Regions from separate parts of the Triticum aestivum genome. Here region 1 is linked to region 2. Evidence: chromatin contacts called from public Hi-C data. All regions are on one chromosome and are shown on one strand. Each heading gives the region's core, a stretch centred on a gene start, on an enhancer-like site or on the middle of the called end of the contact. The rest is flanking DNA. Distances are from core to core; before and after follow the strand shown. Region 1 holds the start of LOC123112763 (ribosomal RNA processing protein 36 homolog). Region 2 holds the start of LOC101290661 (BAG family molecular chaperone regulator 3).

Region 1 (5,682 bases), core at 2,442-4,941, 310 kb before region 2:
CGGGATAAAACTCTGCTCACGAATTAACAGGGTACCCCCTAGAAAGAAATAGGTGGAATTTGGCTTCCTCAACTTCCATTCCCCTTCCCACTTAAACTCCCATTCTCTCTAATCAAACAGTGGACTTTTAATCTCCTCACCCCTCAACTCCCATTCCCCATCTCTAGCGTCATGGAGACAACAGCCACCGTACCTACCATGGAGCATGCGTCCGGTGGTCTGATCTAGCAACATCCATCTATGCAGAGCATTTCCATCCAGAGCAAATCTAGTAGCTAGTGTGAATGAATGATTGAGCCGCTTCTAGTTATCTATCTCAATTGTCTGTGTCAGCTTGATCCATATTGGCCGGACGGGTTCATTCTAATCAAAAGTAATGGGAGTTCAGCCAACTGCTACTACTCAGCATTTCATCATGATGATATAAAATGAATTGAGTTTGTAGTTAAAGTTATCTGTTTCCATGTGTTGGGGCAAATCTGCAACGGGCGTCGTGGCGGCGATTATCACCTCCATCGCCAAGTGTTTGACTGTTGGTGCTTCCAGCCGTATGTCATCAAGGAAACTAACCAAAGGAATATATTGTTCACTTGCAACAAGCAAGTGTATTTTACTCCTTGATGACACAGAAAGACTGGCATTAATTAAAGCATTAGATGAAACAAAACATTATATCCATGGTTTGGTTTTACAGTTGCTTGTTGCTACCAGCAACCAGAGCTCAACTACAAATATATGGTCCATGGATTAACTTCAACTCATCGTTGCTGACAAATATCTGGGACACTAGGGCAACAACAGGAGAGCAGAGAGCGCTGGTACAACTCTGTGAGCAGAGAATAGACTAGCCAGAATCACCCGAAAAGCCGCTGCAGGGGCATTGTTATGCACCACCCCCATCCCTCCGGTATGGCATGAAGCGATGATCTTTGGATGCATTCTTCTTGCGTCGCTTCTCCATAAAGGAATCAAGCTTTCCTGCCTCCTGTAAATGGTCAACGTACATTGAAGTGTAAGGCCAGGGATGCTCATAAGTGTGGAAATTAGCAGTCAACTGAACCCTGGGTGCCTTACCTTGAGCTCATTGTACTTATCCATCAACTTCCTTTCACGAATTTCAGCTGGTCAAGAAACGGAAATAAACTTTAGTATGCAGATAGGGAGGGTGTGAGAGACGAGGGACGGGATTGAGGAACCAACATTTCTTCAGATAATATGGTCGTTTTCCTGCCTTTGCTGCTTCCCTCTCTTTCTTAATATGTCCTCGCAGAATTTCTGATTCAACGTTCTTCTGAGGATTAGACCTCAACTGCTTATCCTGCAGATAAGAACATGTTCCGTCAACCAATCAACAAAATAGGAAGACCTGATAGCTTTTGCTCAATACAAGGAACCCAGTCCTGAAATTATCACACACCTTATATTTGTTCTAAAAAATACACATATAACAGTCCAACTTAACATAAGATTAAAGAACCATTCCTAATGTATGCTATCTTAACACAATATCAAATTGCAGGCTTGCAGCGACCATAAGCTTATTTGATAAGGGCACCTACCTAGATATTTTAAATTTTTGCCGCCAAGCACAACAAAATAACATTCGTGGGAAAAATCGGCAAAACCTATTACAAAATGTCAACTTGTGAACAAGTATAAAATACTTACAATCCAGGTGATCTGATTCTTCGCTTCTTCAATGGCATTAGGGTCCTTCAATTTCTTAATCGACTTTTGGAGTTTCTGGAGAGGCACATTAAGGCAGTGCAGGATACATATTTAATTTTGTCAAAATAAATGATCGGTGAGATGGGATTGCACAGACAAAGGCATAAAATATACCTCTTTTTCTGCAGGGAGATCATGATCGAATAAGAAATTGTATCTTTTCCTGAACCTGAATGCCAACAAGTTTGAACGAACTGTCAAACACGCTACAATTGAAAAATGTGCCTAAACTAGTCAATATAGATTATGAAACCATAGAGTGTTTAAGAGACATGGGAATGGAAATGAATGAAAGCAATCAGCTATACAAATAAATAAGTTATCTGCCCACCTTATCTTGGCAGGATTAAAATAGAACATGCCAAGCTAAAGGGCACACAATACTGAGCATATAAATGGAGTAAGACAAATAATGCCGTGCAACAAATGATATAATTATGTTTGACTCTTACCCTTCTTTATCAACAGCTCCATATACAGGTTCAAATCTTGGATCCCTTACCACCTACAGAAAGAAAAACGTAGTAAATACAACAAACTTCATGAGATATTATATGGTACTGTCACTGCCTCACTAAAGATGAAGCTATTGTAAAGTTACATCCAACAGCGCAGTGTGTAAATCAACATCCTCAACATAAGCATCATATGATAGCAAAAGTTTGTGTACTAAATCACTTTAGTATGATTAAATTAAATTTAAAACATAAGCAAAACAACAAAAAATGAAAATAGATTAAGATAGCTACAGACGGATTTAAAGTAGTTGTTGCCCTACATTCAGGTTTATTTTTTTGGTCTAAAGAACATTTAGTTGGATTAAGAAACAAGGAAGGAACCCAGTGGAATCTGATTCTATTTTCCACCAATGTACCAGAGATTCAAACAGCAAAACTGGCACGGAAGTCAAGTCAGACAAAAGTAAACCTTGCTGTGCATAATGTCAATTGATTCACGAAAACTTAAATCAGCATTTCTTGAGCTATTTTATCGAGGACAATAGCATATTTAATTGAAGCAGCAAGACATGCCCAATGTAAATATGTATTTTAAAACCCATCTTAATTACACATAAAGCATGCATGCTATGATGCTATCTATGCACAAGCTCATGCAATGCAACAACAATAAAATGGACAGATTGAACTCTCAAAGGCTCTAACTGAACTATGTGTGTGCTTATCCTATACTTTCACTACCAAAATACCAAATACTACTAATCCAATCAAATCAAACTCTACTCCTCCCAGCAACACGCTAAATATGAACTGAATCGCACAAGCAACTGACCTTCTTGGGAACCTGGATCACATCCCTGAGTCTAGGCGGCCGCACATTCGTGCTAATCTCCATGGGCCTGTTGAAAACCACATGAACACATCAGCACAAGCATTCATTCAATTCCCCAAATTGGCTAATAATCCTAACCAGGAACCGGCATGACGTGGAACCGGACCTCTTCCTGCTCTCCCTGCGAGCCTTCTTCTGCGCGGCGGCGGCAGCAGAAGCACCCCGCGCCCCGAGCGACCCGTCGGCACGCGCGCGCTGCAGCTCGCCGAAGGGCACGTCGGCGAGCACGCGCTCCAGCTTCCTCTCCCGCTCCGCTAACTGGTCGTTCTCCGACTCCGACTCCGACCCCGACCCCGACGACGAGGAGACATCCTGCTGCGGATCAAACGCACCGCCGGTGAGGGTTCTGCGGATCCGCGTGGCGGTCAAGGAAAACGCGAGGGCTTGGGCTTTACCTCCTCGTCGCCCGATTCCTCGGAGTCTGAGACGGGCTCGTCTACGGGGTCGCGCTTGCTGGAAGTCGAGGCGGCGGCGGAGGTGAGAGCGGTCCCGCGGTGGCTGCTGCGGCCTTTCATGGAGGCGGCCGGGGTGGATTCGGCGGCGGCGGCGGTGAGCGGCGGCAGGTCTCAGTGTTCGTCTAGCGTGTTTTAGGTTCTAGCCGGAACATGAATACCCGTCCAAGCAGCCCAAATATTGTTGTTGGGTTTCATACTTCACGCGCCAGTGCGCGTGTTTTTGCTATATGGGCCGGCCCATGTAGATTATTCCCACAGGTTTTCCATGGGGTGCTTTTCCTCTTGTTTTTAGTTGTTTTTTTGTTTTTGTCTCAAAAAAAAGTTGGTTTTTGTTTGATTTCTCCATTTCCATTTTTTATTTTCCTTTTAGATTTAATTTTTCATTTTAATTCTTAAAATTTTAAAATAGTTTGAAAATTTTATTTCTTTTGTCATGAATTTTTTGAAGATCACACAATATTTCAAATTCGTGAGAAATTTTCAAATCCGTATTTTCCCCTACTTTGCGTACATTTTCCAAATCTGCAAACTTTTTTTCCAAAATTTGAGACCTTCTTCAAATTCGCGAAGATTTCGAACATTTCTCAAATTTGCAGAAAACCATTTTTTAAATTCAAAAAATTATGTTCAAAATTGCTAACATTTTCAACTTCATGAATTTTTTTGCACTTTTTTTTCAAATTCATGAAGAAATTTAAATTTGTGAACTTTTTCCAATTTCATGACCTTCATTCAAAATCCATGATTTTTTAAAGAAACTCGTGGATTTTAAACAGGGCAATGTCAATAATTAACATCCAACTGTCAACGAAAAAGGTCAGCGGTTAACTATCATGATACATGTTCGCTCGCGAGCAAACGCTTGGACGCTATTGGGTTGCCGCCCAAGTAGCCTTGCATGTGCGTTAGGACGCTAGCGGGCGCCAAAGACGTTGTAAGTGAGGTCTCTATTTTTCACCTGACCCATTTTGTGTATGTTACTGCTGAAAAATCCGACTCCATGTCCCTTGTCGCGCCATGCACCTGCTGGGAGGGGTGAAAAGGAATGAGGGGAGGAAGAAGAGGGACATGAGAGCTTACATGGTGGCTAACGACATCCTATAGGTAACGAGGGCCCCCTCCCGCATGATCACGACGCGGCGATGGCAGAGCTTGAGAAGGAAAACAGGGAGATGTTTCACACAGCAAGACAAGACATACTAACTTGTGCAGCTTGGTGATCTCCTTAGTGTCATTCGGGGTGTACTTCAGGATCCAAGAGTTGCGCGGCCTTGGTGGAACGGGGGTGAAGGCCATGATGAGTCCGGATATCAGCGGACCGCCACGGTCAGGCATGCCACGCCGCTGCCACCAGATTCAAGGCCGCTACCCCGAGCATTGAGCTTCACCGCACATAGCGACCAAAGGATCCCCTCCCCCGTTTGAGGAAGGGTCCCACTGCCACAGCGGCGACGGGAGGAGGCGTAGGGAAGGGCTGGCGGCGGCGTGCTAGTTTTCATCCTCGAGTCACTCGGGTGGGAGCGGCACGGGAGAAATTTTGTACAATTACTTGCTTAAAATCATCAATTCCAACCACACTATCTGTTAATTCTTATAACTAGCAAGGCTATTAAGACCAAAAATCTCACCATCCAAGTTAAGAACAAGAAGTTCTCTAATTATGTTTGTTTTTTTTTGAAAAGGAGGCTTGCCCCGGTCTCTGCATCTGAACGATGCATGCAGGCATATTATTAAAAGTCTCAAAATAGTACGAAGTCATATAAATATTACAGCTCGCAAGCGGAGCAAAGAGACATAAAAAAGCTCAGTACCACAATCGGTATGAATAGAAGGACAAGATCCCTAGACTCCTATTATGTTATGCGACCGCCATCCAAACCGGTTGAATATAGCCCGTGCTACCATCTCCCACCGGTTGCACCCAGTAACCAACGGCTCCCTAGAGTCCGTATGAGTGAATAAGGACCACGTACGGATCCATGTCGTAGCTCTGAAGATGATCTGCAAGAAGGTTAAAATATGTTGTCTGTTAAAAATCATATCATTCCTGCAATTCCATATAGCCCAAATAAGCGCACATATTCCTATCCGAATACGAGACATGGTAGTATGTTCAACTCCAGTTAGCCAAGTCCCAAATAACGATTCA
Region 2 (5,829 bases), core at 2,018-4,517:
GGGCACCGCCGCGTGCCATGCCAGAAATAGACCTAGGCCACCCTTTCGCGGCTGATACGTACGTCGGCGCATGGCGGTGCATGCACGATTCATTGTAGCAGTACTATGTTTATGATCGCCCGCTGTCGCTTCCACGATTATTACCCAAGTCGGCAACGCTTGGGCTGGGGGCAAAGGCACAGTACCACCACCGGGCACCGGCCGAGGGTGGTCAACCCCCGATGATCGCTGCTGCCACTCCCGGCGAGGGCGACACGTCAGGGCATGTCATGGAAAGGCGCCGGCCTGGCTTGGGCGAAAGACCAGGGGCAAGTAGTGCAAGGGAGGAAGAAAGGGAGAGGGGAAAAAGGGAGGTTGGTGTGCCGTGCCGATGCCAATCGCCACGCGAGTAAGTGACAAGTTTGGCCGGGACGCGACGCGACGTAACAGTTGCTTGGAGGCTAAGGCCCAGCGCCAACGCCCAGCCGTCCCGACCAAGCCACCGGCGGCGCGGCGGCGTCCGCTTTCCTCTTCCGTCCAAGCCTTCGCCGGGTTCGGATGCCACCGCAAGACACGAACGGAACAAAAAACGGACAGAAAAGAAACAGCGGCGAGGCGTCCACGCGAGGCAAAATTTCGTGTTTTGACCCTTTTTACAAAGAAATTCGAGATTTGACCCCTGTCTGAAACTATTTCGGGATCTGACCCTTTTGACTACCGCCAGGAGGGCCGGCGGTAGGTTTGCACGTCCTACCGCCATCAGCAGTGGCGGTAGGCCCTCTAACGGTGACTGACGGCCGTCGGCGCATACTGACGGGGGAAAGGGCCTACCGCCACAGTCTGAGGCGGTAGGGTTCGGTGGCCTACCGCCCGAGGTGGTGGCGGTAGGTACCGAAGAGGCAAGTGATGCTGCGGGCGGGCCCTACCCCACCCACCAGCCCGTTCTTCCTCCTCCCCTCGACCCGAACAGAGTCGAGCGCCGCCTCTCTCCTCATCCCGATCCCCTCCCTCGATCTCCCTCTTCCCTCCATCATTTTCGCGGATCTTTGGGGCAAATCGAAGAGGCCGGTAAGCTCCTCCATTCCCTCCAATCAGTTTTCGCAATGGTTTTTTATTTTTGAAGTTATTTTTGGCACTAGGTACAACCTAGGTTTTGGTGTTGATTTTTTTATGATGTTTTAGTTGTTTAGGAGTATATGATTTAGTAGTAGGCCTATGTGAGGATGTGTGGGTGAAACAATTGCAAGATATGTGAGGATATGTTGGTGAATGCATATATGATGGTCCATTTTATTTTGTGATGTGTATATGAATTTTATAAGAAATCTTTTTGTATGTTGAATGCAAGATTGTGAGGATAAAGGCATAACAAAATTCGTAGATGGTTAATGTATTGTAAATTTGTGAAGATGTATGTTTTGCAAAATTGGTAGGTGGTTAATGCATAGTGTGAAAATGTGTGTATTTCTATTTCATATAGTTGCAAATGTATGAACCCTAGGTTTAGTCTTTCTTATAGCCATACGAGGAACCCTCCCTAGTTGATATGATGAACCCTAGAACCTAGATGAACCCTAGATTTAGTCTTTCTTATAGCCATATGTGATGATTTATTGTGTGAATATTCTAGATATTTGTTTTGCTTGCATTAGAACAAATATTGATGTTTAATTAACTTTATCCAATCAATGCTTATATAAGGAACATGGCCCCACCACCACCACTTGATGAGGATGATGACTATGAAGACTCACTTGAGGAAGCCATCTGTGCTCAAAGAGTGAGGCTGAGCGAACGGGAGGTGTGCAACCTATGGGACAACTTTCTGCCACGTGCTGAGTTGATCGGGGCGCCATTCGTGACCCGTCTGACAAGTACCATGATCGATCGACATGTCATGGTATGTTATTAGTGTAGAATCCAAGGAATTGTTAATAGTTTAAATAATCCATACTTATCAATTGATATGTTTTTCTTATTTAGAAATTGCCAAAGAGCCTATCTGAGAGTTGTGGCATCGAGGCTGATGAAGAAGGCTATGCTGGAATACGCCTTACCGCAAGGGGCCCCGTCACTACTTGTGCGTACGGCGTGGAAACGGACGGCCGCACACATTTAAGCACAGATGGGTGGAAGAGCTTCCTCGTTGACAAGAATCTTCATGTTGGACAGGCCATCCTTATTACTATCAGGAAGACCAACCGTCAAGGCTTGAAGATGATGATCGTCAACGATATCATTTAAACTATATATGCGTGTGGCTGCTGATGATCGTCATGTTTGATTGCTACCTATTTTGGCTTCGTGAAACTATTTGGATGTGATCAAAGTATGTTATGTTTATGTCTATGAAATTGTGATCAAACTATGTTATGTTTATGTCTATGAAATTATGATCAAACTATGTTATTTGGTACTAGTTTCTTAATCTGTAATGGCAAAACTAATTATGCTTATGTCCATGAAATTGTGCCTATTGGTTCTTATGTTCAGGGCCCTTGCATATTTCTATGAAATTGTGATCAAACTATTTGGATGTCTATGAAATTGTGATCACACTATTTGGATGTGATCAAAGTTCTTATGTCTACAAAATTTTACACGAAACACAGGACCCTACCGCCAGGCCCCCTGGCGGTAGGGTCAGACAGCCTACCGCCGTGAGCCCTGACGCTAGGGTGAACCTACCGCCAGGACGCTTGCATATCTCGTTACAGAAGGCATGCACGGCAAAACCCTGCCACACCTTACCGCCAGAGCCGTTGGTGGTAGGGTTAGACAGCTTACCGCCTGGTTGTCTGGCGGTAAGGTACTTATCCACGTCAGCGCGCGGTGACGGTCCCCGTCTCCCTCCGTCACACCCTACCGCCAGGGAATCTGGCGGTAGCTTGTCTAACCCTACCGCCAGGGACTCTGGCGGTAGCAAAAGGGTCAAATCCTGAATTTTTTTTTAAACGTGGATCAGATCTTGATTTTGTTTAAAAAAGGGTCAAAACACGAAATTCAGCCTCCACGCGAACGGCGTGCTTGTCCGCTGGCCACTTTTCTGGTCATGGGAAAGAGCATGCAGAATGGCGGGCGGGCGGGTGGCCCCTTTTCGGGCCCGATATATTCCGCCGGCCTCGCGTACACGTCGGCGTTGGTTGCCGGGAAGGGACGCGCCGGCCGTCGGATGTTTTACTTGCCCCGTTTCTTACTCCGGAATCCACATGCTCTCACTCACTCCCGAGCACGCCACGCCTCCTCTCGGGCTGCTCCAGTATAAATATTCCGCTGCCGCCCTGTCCCTGAGCTGTATTAGTCTCCTCCTCCTTGTACCCTCCCCACCTGTGCGTTTTCTTTCCCCACCTCTCCTCCTCCTACCTCCTACCCTCCCACCTACCTCTCTGCCTCCTCCCTCCCCTGATCCCTCCTCCCTCGTTCCCCAATTCAGTCGACGCCAGGGGAGGCACCTGCGCCGCCCGCACCCACGATCGTGTCTCCTGGTCTTGCCCCGATCCAGCAAATTCGCCTCTTTCCTTCATCTTGCCGCGGCACAGCAGCCCGGCGTCGGCGACAGGAGGAGAGATTTTCGTAGCTGAGACTCGAGAGTTTCCGTGCTTGGATTGTTCTTGGTTGTTGCCGAGGGTAGTGCAAGCTGCTAGGGTTGCTCGGTTGATTCTTTGCTTTACTTGTGCGGGCGGCATATATACGTGTCATGAGAAGATGATGCGCGCCAAGGGCAAAGCTACATTCTTGGACGCCATGAAGGAGACCACCTCGCCCGTCTCTCCCGCGGCGGCGGCGGCGGCCAAGGAGGCGCTCAAGGAGGACGAGTGGGAGGTGCGGCCCGGCGGGATGCTGGTGCAGAAGCGCGACCCGGACTCCGACGCCCCCGCGGGCGCCCCCGTGCCCACCGTCCGCCTCAAGGTCAAGTTCAACGGCGTCTCCCACGAGATCTACATCAACTCCCAGGCATCCTTCGGTAATGCAAATCAATTGCTTTGGTTTCTCAGTTTTTGATTTGACTCGACTCGAGCTAGCTGCTGACTGAGGGTGAATGGTGGTGCAGGTGAGCTGAAGAAGATGATGTCCGAGAAGACCGGGCTGCACCACGAGGACCAGAAGGTGCTCTACAAGGGCAAGGAGATGGACTCCAAGGCCTTCCTCGACATATCCGGCGTCAAGGACCGTTCCAAGCTGGTGATGCTCGAGGACCCCGACGCGCAGGCCAAGCGCCTCATCGAGCAGCGCCGCGCCGACAAGGCGCCGCGCGCCTCCAAGTCCGTCTCCCGCATCAGCCTCGACGTCGACAAGCTCGCCACCAAGGTACCTACTTAATCACCACTGGATTGCTTGCCTTCGAGGACTCTGGCTGCGTTCGTCTCGTCGATGGGATTCGGTGGGTGTTTGATCGAATTTGGGTGGTGCTCTGCAGGTGTCGGCGCTGGATACCATCGTGCGCAAGGGCGGGAAGGTGGTGGAGGCCGACGTGGTCGCCCTCACCGAGGCGCTCATGACGGAGCTGGTCAAGCTGGACGCCATCGCCGCCGACGGCGAGGTCAAGGCGCAGCGGCGATTGCAGGTCAGCACGTACGCTCAGCCGAATTAAGTTCCCCGCCGATTCCGTTGACGAGCACATTACTTGCCCACAGGAGCCGAGCACAACTGAATCCGCTTCGGCTCTATGAATCTTTTGGTGGCGCAGGAGAAGCGGGTGCAGAAGTACGTGGAGACGCTGGACGTCATCCGGGCCAAGAACGCGTCGGCGCCCACGGCCAACGGCCACGTCAAGAACGCGGCGGCACCCAAGGCCAACGGCAACGGCAATGGGCAAGCCAAGGGCGACCGGTCGCTGCACCTGCCGCCGCGGCCGCCGCCCGTGTCGCAGCGGCGGCAGTTCAAGCAGCAGCCCGCGCCGGCGAACGGCAAGGCTGCGGCGGCGCCGCCCACGGCGAGCTGGGAGACGTTCGACCTGCTGTCGTCAATGCCGTCGACGTCCTCGGCCACGGCGACCACCACCATGGCAGCCGCGACCACCACGACGAAGCCGGCCACCAACAACAACACCACCTCGCCGATCCCGCGGTTCGACTGGGAGCTCTTCTAGCTGCAACGCGCGTACCGCCCGTGACGGCATGGTACATGCCCCTGCCTAGCTTGATTCCTTTCTCGTGCATCCATCCATCAATCGACCTCTCTGCTCTGCTCTGCTCTGCTCTGCTCTGGTCGATCCGACCAATCTAGTGCCGATTGTTTGCTCTCGTCTGTTTATTCTTTCCTTTTTCTCGATGGATCGTTTCTTGTTCCGCCCCCATTTTTCTTTCTTTTACATTTCTTCCGAGTGTATGTATGTATGTACATCAAACAACAGAAGATGAACAGACCCTGGCCGGTGAAGTGGCGAGCGTGTTCGTCCATTCCGTTCCGTCCGTGCAGAAAATAAGCGCTGGTGGTGGTCTTAATGTGAAGGATTTTTCTTTTGAAAAATAGCATGTATATGTGATTCATACTACCTACATACTACTTACATCAATCGATTCCTCTATGATTGGATTGCTTGGTTGATTCCCCCATTCCCCCATCGCAAGTGGTGATCGTACTGCTGGGTGGTCATCGGGGTGTGAGATTTGGTGCTCTGGATTCCAAATGCACCATGGATTGATTGATTGGTTGGGGTTGGGGGGCTTGCCGCTGTGCTTGTGTCGTGTGGGGCGCGGGGCACGAATTATTGTTGGCCATGAGCGCGCACGGACACGCAGCGCAGGGGCCGGGGCGGGGGCGGGACAGGAGCGAGTTGGTTCCAGGCAGGGCTGGGTCCATTGACAGTGTGGTGGTTCGTGCACGTCGTGCCTGGACGCGCTCGCTAGC

What was found. A called contact is a pair of places that touch in the nucleus more often than the background predicts.
Region 1: a Hi-C map of leaf shows a contact between it and region 2, with 5 times the contacts expected there. The contact joins the promoter of LOC123112763 here to the promoter of LOC101290661 in region 2. A contact is called at or near these places in 2 of 5 Hi-C or Micro-C datasets (both in leaf) and 1 of 1 datasets of contacts at active chromatin or transcription factors (leaf).

Annotation. Positions count from the first base shown.
Region 1 is chr5B:499,137,043-499,142,724 of IWGSC CS RefSeq v2.1, reverse strand. It overlaps LOC123112763 (ribosomal RNA processing protein 36 homolog), which reads right to left and starts at 3,691. Exons shown (of 9, transcript XM_044533848.1): 1 at 3,474-3,691; 2 at 3,185-3,390; 3 at 3,019-3,085; 4 at 2,181-2,233; 5 at 1,843-1,897; 6 at 1,669-1,743; 7 at 1,201-1,318; 8 at 1,075-1,121; 9 at 622-985. The coding sequence starts at 3,593. The coding sequence ends at 884.
Region 2 is chr5B:498,822,097-498,827,925 of IWGSC CS RefSeq v2.1, reverse strand. LOC101290661 (BAG family molecular chaperone regulator 3) reads left to right here and starts at 3,267. Exons shown (of 4, transcript XM_044533846.1): 1 at 3,267-3,943; 2 at 4,031-4,287; 3 at 4,397-4,543; 4 at 4,667-5,506. The coding sequence starts at 3,685. The coding sequence ends at 5,068.